Linked DNA regions of Anser cygnoides: region 1 is linked to region 2. A link is a contact called in public Hi-C data. All regions are on one chromosome and are shown on one strand. The core of a region is the stretch at or near the end of the contact, and the rest is flanking DNA. Distances in the headings are between cores, read along the strand shown.

Region 1 (4,218 bases), core at 1,481-3,980, 110 kb after region 2:
GTGTTCATGTGTGAGAAAGGCATATACGTTCACCATTTAAATTCAATACTGTGTTAAACATCAGTAAAAGCAGTTCTGGCTGCTATTGGGAGCCTTTGGTGTAGTATTATGGAAGTCCCCAAAAGTCTAAGTAGCAATGTGGGAGAAATTAAATTAAATGTATGCATGGAAAAGGAAGTGCAAGGATAGCCTTGCAACAAAACCACCAAAGATAGATTTAGAAGATGGAGCTTCAGTTCCCACCTCGCCCACAGATTTCCTGTATTGCCTTTGTAAATACTGTTTAAGAGCATGGAAAGAAAGGGTACTGCTTGAGGTCCAGGCATTAAAATGAGAGGTCCCATTTCTAACTGCTGCAGATATTTAGTGTGATCTGGAGCAAAACACTCCTTTTTCTCTGCACCTTATTTTTGCATTTATAAATAGAACTTATAAACTTCATTTCCTTATTTATTTGTTTGTTTGTTTATTTTTTTATTTTTTCCTTCTTCGATGTGGACCGCAAGGCCTCCTAGTATGTGAAGCAATCCTTTACTAATATACCACTTAGCACAATGGTGTGCCAGTATTCACTGGGATACTGTAAAAGGAAAGAAAGCAGAATAGTTTCAAAGAGTTTAAGCCATAATTCATTCCTGCTTTGAAGTACTTCAGAGGCATTTAAAGCTTCTGCTGACTCTCTGCATATGGATGATTTCACCCAAGATGGATATTTCTTTGAGTCTGAGAAAGTGGACAGGATCTATTGTTTGTGAGTTCACAGGATGATCAGGCAAGCGTGAATGAAGGTAATTTGTTTTGTTTGTTCGATCGTACACTTAATAACACATGAGTCCTGTTATGACCTTTTACAGGACTTTGTTTTGGCATAAATGTCAAGAAATGCAACTGGGAATGAAAATGTTGATAAATGTATTTCCAGGATTTAAGTTGTAGTTTCGACTTACTAGACAACAGATATTTATGCAGCCTTAATTTTTGAAACATTTCTCATCACTCAGTCCTTCATAAATACTTTTTAGAATGTTTCTAAATACACAACATTTTTCCTTTGCAAGGCTTCACACTATGAAAAGCATTGTTCAGGAAGGGAAATCACTGCCTTTTTAACAAATTGATATTTCAGAATTCACTGCAGTCTTTTTTTATAGCTTCTTCACCGAAAAAAGTTCAACTCATATGTGCCAATGTCTTCAAGGAGCTCCTGTTTTTCTTCTATTGAATCATTTCTCTTAACAGGCTTAATAGAAGGACAGGCAAGACAAATGACTGGTGTGAGATCATACAGTTAGTCCATGACCCCAGAAAGGGCTTTGACACAGACTCTTAACACTCGACCACGTGATGCTAACATAAGCCAACAGCATACAGCTAACAGAGATGCTTGCTGTTTAACCCAGAACCAGTTACCAGAGCTTTGAAGCAGGGAGAGAGGAGGGGACAGCAATTGAGCAAGGAGAATTTATCTGTAAAGAGACCATCTGATCTGAATTCCCCTGCATGTAAAGGGCCAAAGTTGTGCAGTTAATATCACAGGAGTTTGATGGCAGATGTTGGCTAGCCAAGCGTAACATAAATCTAATGTATAGGTTAAGAACTGGGTAGGGGGAAGGGAAGTAGATGTCATTTGTTTGACAAATTCAGCCTGACCAACAGGCTTTCTGCATCTCTATTACTTCCCACTCTACACACACACACACACACAGCATTTCATTCACAACTTCTATCTTCTCACTTTGGCTTGTCAAAGATACATTTGTACTTGCCAGTAAATTGCATCAATAATTCCAGAAACATTTTTTTTCTTCTGCTGGCATAAGAAGAACATGGAAGTAGTGTGTGTTAATTTGATACAGCCAGATAAGATATTCTGTTTTTTTTCCTCTTCACTTTTCTCTGTCCATTTTACCCAGACATTCTCCTTTTGTGAACCAAACCATCAGCAAGAGGAATCGAATCAAAATCCACTGATGTCAGGAAATAATGTCAGTTTGCACTACATGACATCTACTGAGGATGAAGAGATGACCTCTGATAGCCCAGAGCACCTCTTACTTGCCAGTATTGCCTTAGGCACAATTTTGTCTTTATTTTTGAATATTTGAAGCTCGGTATTTCTGTAATTCCCTTTCTCTATATTCAAAATGCTCCATCTGCTTTGGGAAACCCTTTCAATTAGTCATAAAGGCCAAATCTCTTTATAGAAGTAACTGGGTAGCACAGACAGCCTATCTGTGAAATTAAGAGCTATCTTCCCAACAAAATGCAGTTCTGGGAAGAGTTGGCAATGCTGCTGGAAGTTCTTAAGAAAATATTTGTCCATTTTCAAAGATCATTTATGTTGAATGGTGTGTAGATATGAGGATGTCTAGAATGTGTAAGAGACTCAGGCCATCCCATGTGGAATATGCTAACCTCTTTGTTCTAGTACAAACCATATATTTGGCAACAGTAAAATATTTGCAGCAATTTGTGTCCCGCATTTGACAGCTCTGTGTGCACCCTATTGGCTTAGCACTGCTCCCTCACCAGAGTAACAGAGTTGAACACCCCTGGAAATTCCATTCTGTGTGTCAGATTACTCTACAAAGATCGTCTCTGCATTAGCCAGAATTTAAAATCTCTATAACAAAAAGGTTTTATTTAGTGATTTTAGCATGGTCCAACAACACTGGTGTTTCTATTGTGATCTTGAGGCACAATATTGAGCACGGTACTTTAGGTGGCCTTGAGGAAGCTACAACTATTCCATTATTTTGTGACCAAAAACATTTGGACATCAACATTTTTACTTTCCATGGCCAGACATAAACAATCACTCAGCCATCCACATTCCTGAAACCTGGTTGTTGAAATAATCTTGGCACAAGGAAAGGGATTTGTTGGGTTTGTTGTCCAGTGCTTTGCAGCCTGACGTTGAGCACTCTGCCAAGTGACACAAGAGCATGTGTCTTGTCACAGATGAAAGTACAGACAAAGTTGTGGAACAGGAGAAAATCATACTATGATCCCAATTCGTAGGATTAGGAGGAGGAGGAGAAGGACAACAAAAGGAAAACCCATCTCATATGTAGTGCAGCCAGGTCAGCTCTGGGAGCAGAGCATTACAGTTGGTGGAATATTCAGTAGCAGCCTATAAGCAGCTCTCTGCTGGTGGAAAAGGTCATCTCTTGTTTTGCCTTGGGCATCAGAAAATACTTTGAACTTGCTCTGGCTTCTCCAAGTTGACACTGCTGCTGGAGAGTGCGCCTGAAGGTACAAGAGAGGTGACAATGAAACAGCGGCCCTATTCCCATCAAAATCAAAAGCAGAAAGCCGATCGACTTGAGTGAAAGTAAGGTCAGGACAAAAGTGTCACATGTAACATATTTTAGTGTTGTCATCATACTGATTTTCAGACACAGGAGAATGGTTAGCAGTATTCGCTGCACAGCTCCAAGAGTTTTGAGAGATGTTGACACAAATTTTAAAAGATGGATCATTTCCTGCACACTATGGTTTCTGTACTTAAAGAAAAAGTGCCGCATGCTGAGGGGAATAATAATGTGTCCATGATTCACTCCTTTTATAATCTTGTTCTGAAGGGGATGCATCTGACAGATTGCTACCACAGGAAAATCAAACTAGATTAAGGATGTGTAGCTGGGAAGAGGCCGGAAGGTGCAAACTCCTTTATATTTATGCTGGTAATTTCCAAGACCACCCCATCATGCTGGCTGTCATCCTTCCACATTTTTAACCTTTTCAGTGTTGCTCCTGCGAACCTATTTTATAGAATAAGAATCTATGCCAGTCTTGAATTTTCCTTGCATACAGCTGTGAGTGCATTTGCCCATTGGCAGTTCGGATTAGAGCATGGCACACACTGTACTGACAAAATTCGAGTGGTTGTCTGTAATAATGACCTCTTATCTGACATTCCCATAGCTGTGGAGCCAGTTCTGCTGGTGTTCTCATACGGGAGCAATTATCAAGTATAAGAAGGTTTCCACAGCATGTAGACAAAGGTGTAAATGCAGTTCAATCACCCCAATTTAACAGCATGCACGAGATGTACGACTGTGGCTCAGCTGAGAAGTGGGACTTTGGTAATCTGCAGTAACAAGGCTCTTTTGAATCCCATATGCATGTACTGTGTGTAGAGTAGCACTTTCACTGTTGGCTTGGTATTACTTCAGAGCCTTGGAAAGCTGGACTTTCATCAGTCCAATTCCACCT
Region 2 (4,545 bases), core at 7-2,506:
GAGTGGCGAGATGAGATGGAGCACATTGCATGCTTTGTTGCTGAGATAGTGTTTTAAGGCTGTCTGAATCTGTTTCCCATTGCTCAGTGCAGGGGGGAAATATGTGGATTTAAAAGAAGGGAAAATTAAACTGAACGCTTTTTTCTGTACTCTTAGTGAAATAGCAAATGGGCTGAGGGCAGTTCAAGAGTACACTCACTTCACAGTAGACACTTAGAAGAAGAAAAAATCTTTGTAATTCATTTGGAGCCAGAGTAGATGAACCTGTAGGGAAGATGAGAGTGGAATTTTACAGGGAGACTAGCAGAGATAATCACCTAGCTTCTTCTGAAAGCTGATAGACCTGTCCTTATGCCTAAAACTGGAGGGGGGGTGGGAGGAGGGACGTGACTGTTTTCTTCTGTAATTGGATTTATTTTCTTTCATCGGATTTCTTCCTTTCCCCTCATCCCCTCTTTTTTTTATCTTCTGTTTAGCAGTTATTGCCTGGACTTTCCTTTCTGAAAGGATGAATGCTGATACAGTTTTATTTCTATTAAAAATCAGCAATAATTTCTATCTTTTTCTCTTGATGGTGTTGTCAGCAGCACATAGGACTTTCTCTGGTTTTGAGTTACATTGTAAATTTCCAACTTTGACTAGTCTTGTTAAGGTATAAAAGCATCTGATCTGAGTTTGTGGCTTTGAATTCAAATGACATTCATCTTCTGATCTTTCTTAGGTTAGTGCTCATTTTGGCTGAATTTGCTGACAGTTAACATTTTTACCTCATTAATGGTACTCGTGTTTACGCAGTCCTTCCTAGCACTAAATTAAATCAACACTGACTCTTGTATTAAGAATATATATTAAAAATAAATAAATCTGTGCTGTTGAGTATGGCTGTAGACTATGATCTCGATCTTCAGTTTGTATAATGCCAATGAGCAACTTCTGTGAGTAAAGAAGTTTACTTACTGAGTTCAGAGTTCACTACTATGAATAAGAAAATCTTTCTTACGTACCTCTACTGGTATTAGATTTGTGAATGTAAAATTAGATGCTGTAGGTAATTCCCCCTGTTCCACCACCACAAGCTGTCTGAGTACCCTTGGGCAAGTCACGTCTGCTCAGATACAAGAAGGGATAATAGCCTCAGAGGTTTAAAAATAAACACGTTCAAGATTATAAAACTGTGGTGACAGTGGCAAAAAAAAAAATCTCCAGTGTACTTTAACCAGTATATTTGATCAGTCCTTCAGGTCAGAGCAGATTTAAAGGCCATCTGTGGTGTGACTCCACTGACTTACATAAACCAGGATCAAACTCGATTCATGTATTTGTGTGGTCTGACCCCTTTGAATTCTCTGGTCGAGTTGTGTTAGGAAGGGAGAGAAGCACAAAGGTTCACTTGGACTTTTGTGTGTCTAAATAAAACAAAATCCTGTCAACAGCTGACTACAGGACTCTTGTTGTGCAATTTTTATCACAGTTTCAGGAACAGAAGTAGCAAGCTGAAATGTGCCTTTCAAATTACAAATACACAACACCTCTGAATGTTTTCATTAGGGCAGTTACTGTGGGAATTATGAAGTAAATGATTTTTCCCATGAAATAATATACTATTTTTTAATGATAAAGCTGATGAGCTAGAAACTTAGTTATTACTTCATGAATGCCTTTTAAAAACCTTATTTTAAATCTTTATCTAAAATTATACCTGTGTTTATTACATGTTTTCATGTTTCCAGGCATATGGAGAAGAGTTATACTATGGTCACAAAATTCTGTTCCCAGCTGGGAGTGACCAAAAGGACAGACTGATTACAATACCTAGGTCTGGTCTGTAAAGCTGGTTTGCAAATGTAGAAAAAAAAATGATAATAATTCAAGGTCTGTTTCACCAGGACATCAAAGGCTAAGGTTTTTCAACATCATGCTACCACTAATTCCCAGCTGGAATGTGTTAACTGCAGCTATTATTGTTTGAAACGGCAAACATCAGGTAATGTTGCACTGTGGAGCTGGAAACGTTTGTCAGACTTCTTACAGCTCTTGTTCTTGAAATCTGCATCCTCTTTTTTGTCCTAAGTTTCAGCTGAACTCTGAACATCCGAACTTACTACTGATATTCTTGATTAAATAGCTGGTGTAAATTAGGGAGTCCTTTGAATGAATTCAAGTGGTTCCTGGAAGTTTAGGGACCTAGCTATTTCATAAAAAATGCTTTCACCACAGTCCCGTGATGTAGAGAGGTCTGGAAATAGCTGGAGGGCCAGATCTGATCTCTTGTGAGACTGGAATTTGTTTAGGGGAGTTCTTATGTGACATTCCCTCCCACACCTGAGTTTTGTTAGTTATATACATTTTATAGAGCAGAAAAAGAGTGCTTCTGGAAGCTGTCTTAAAAATGTGGGTTCTGAAGAGATTTGGGGCAAAGAGTGTAAATTCCTTTTAAACCCCATTTGTACAAATAATTTACAGAATAAGGATTTTGGACAAGTAAGAGGGGCTGAGGGCTGGAATGTGTGGGCTATGTGGGATTCACGTAGAGCAGCTGAAACAAAATAGTTCATTTCAAACACCTATTGTATGGCTTTCCTCTCTGTTCTCAAGGAGATGATGAAGAAAAAGACAATTTTGCAGCTGATTAATCATTGGGAAACAGTAATCACTAATGGTGTGTTTTGGATCATTATTCAAGGACTTTCAGACAAAAATAAACAGGAGAACTACAACAGTAGCTTTCTCTAATTATTTTTCTGTGCTCAGCCCTATTTCATGTATACAGCAAACCATTTCTCTTCTTCCAATTTATCGTCAATGATCTCTGGGGCATAGATTCAAAACATCCTGCAGAGCTTGTTCTAGAAGCTGACTTGATGAGAGCATATTTACCTTTTTTTTTTTTAAGAGATTATTTATTATGGAATTAGTTCAGACTCTAAAATCGTAGCTTAGATTTTATAGCCTACTTAAATGCATAAATCTGGTTGAAAATATTTTGAGACAAATCTTTCCCAGGTGTAAATTGGCACAGTCTCTCCAGAGCTGAAAAACTGTGGCGACTTGTACGTGCTGAATGTTGGACCCCTTTGATTTGTGTTTTCTCCATGTGTGTAATGCACTGAGAAAAAAGACAACCCTCTTTAATCTGAGGAGAATTTAGACACTAATCAAGTGCTAAAGAGGCACCACGCTGAGGCTGAGAGCTAAAATCCTGAGGATGAAATCAAGTAATTGCTTTATCTTTCTTTTCAGACATCTAGAGATGCTTAGAGGCAAAACTAAAAGAAAATGAATGAATGTAACCAACTGGATTTAGCTGTGGATGGATGTATTAAACTTCCACTGAAAGCAACCAATAAGTGACATTCGCTACAGCTCACAGAGGCTAACACTGGGCAACACCACACCACTATTCTCACATCTTTGACTTGGTATATCCTGTAAGTGCCCAAATTGGTGGAAAATGGGCTTGATTTAGGAATTTTATTTTATTTTTTTTTTTTGCTGAAGGTAGTTCATAATGGATAATCTACCATAGATATTTACATTTGTTCACTAGTCAACTATGTGTCTCTAGGGTCTTTAATTTCTCTGAAATCCCTGCACTTGTCCAAACCCTGAGCAGTGATGGCACTAGAAGTTTGTTTAGTGACTTTCCTCATGAAAATATGCAAGACTAGTGGCTCCCAAAGGAGCAAGTCAAAAAAGTCTAGGAGATAAACCAGGGAAGATGGAGCACTTCTTTAAAATGAGTCATTGAGTCTGCGTAACATCCTGACCATTTTACAGTTACGTTCTGTTGGCAGCCAATTATTTATACTTTGTTACTGATTGAGATATTATTGGTCCTGGATGTTTTTTTCTAGCTCTTCCTGGTGTAGATAGTTTGATAGTTCTACACTCTTCATCTAGATTAGGTACAGAAAATACAAATGTTTTAACAAAGACTGAGTAACCAAGCTGTTTCCAAGAAAGAACTTCAGTGTGTAAAATTGCATGTAGATCAAACTCTTGCACTGTGTTCTGTGTGTTCAACCATATTGATGAGTAGCCTCACTTTTTCTGTGGGTAGTACCTGTTGCAAAAAATGCCTTATGCTTTCTCAGGTTTTGAGAGCCCTCAGATTCTTGTATTTTCTTGTTGAGAAGATCTAGAGGTGACTAAACATTGGGAATGATTTAAAAAACCAAAAGACTGAACAATCTGAATGTTGAATACATTGCTGTCTGTCTTTAGCAGAAATCTGTGGGCAGACTAGTTCTTCTGTCTGAATCTGGTGTAATACAAGTAACCAAGAAGAAGCTGGTGAATGTAGGGAATGATAAGCTCTCTTCTGCCTGATCATTATATCATCCTTGAATTCAGGGGTGGATGGGTCTTTCTGGGATCACTTAAACTTCAAGACACACTTTCCCATTTAAAAAAGAAATACAGAAATGCATTAGTGATGGGAGAAGGAGCTATCTGCAGGCAGTGAATATACCGGGACCGTGGGTGCCTCCCACTGCACTTCAGAGGCTTTGGTTTAATTCCAGTGACACTGGAGTCTTAACCACT

The links. A called contact is a pair of places that touch in the nucleus more often than the background predicts.
Region 1: a contact with region 2 is called in a Hi-C map of liver, with 4 times the contacts expected there. The contact joins two enhancer-like sites. A contact is called at or near these places in 2 of 7 Hi-C or Micro-C datasets (both in liver).

Annotation. Positions count from the first base shown.
Region 1 is chr17:5,100,226-5,104,443 of Taihu_goose_T2T_genome, forward strand. All of the region lies in intron 3 of TMEM132C (transmembrane protein 132C), which reads left to right. Among named protein-coding and RNA genes, the nearest start is that of SLC15A4, 130 kb to the right of the region's middle. Within about 2 kb of position 2,731, at least 2 of the 3 cell types and tissues checked have open chromatin away from gene starts, as enhancers often do. A contact at or near this core is called in liver, where this site is marked.
Region 2 is chr17:4,993,340-4,997,884 of Taihu_goose_T2T_genome, forward strand. The region is part of intron 1 of TMEM132C (transmembrane protein 132C); the gene reads left to right. Among named protein-coding and RNA genes, the nearest start is that of TMEM132C, 35 kb to the left of the region's middle. Within about 2 kb of position 1,257, at least 2 of the 3 cell types and tissues checked have open chromatin away from gene starts, as enhancers often do. A contact at or near this core is called in liver, where this site is marked.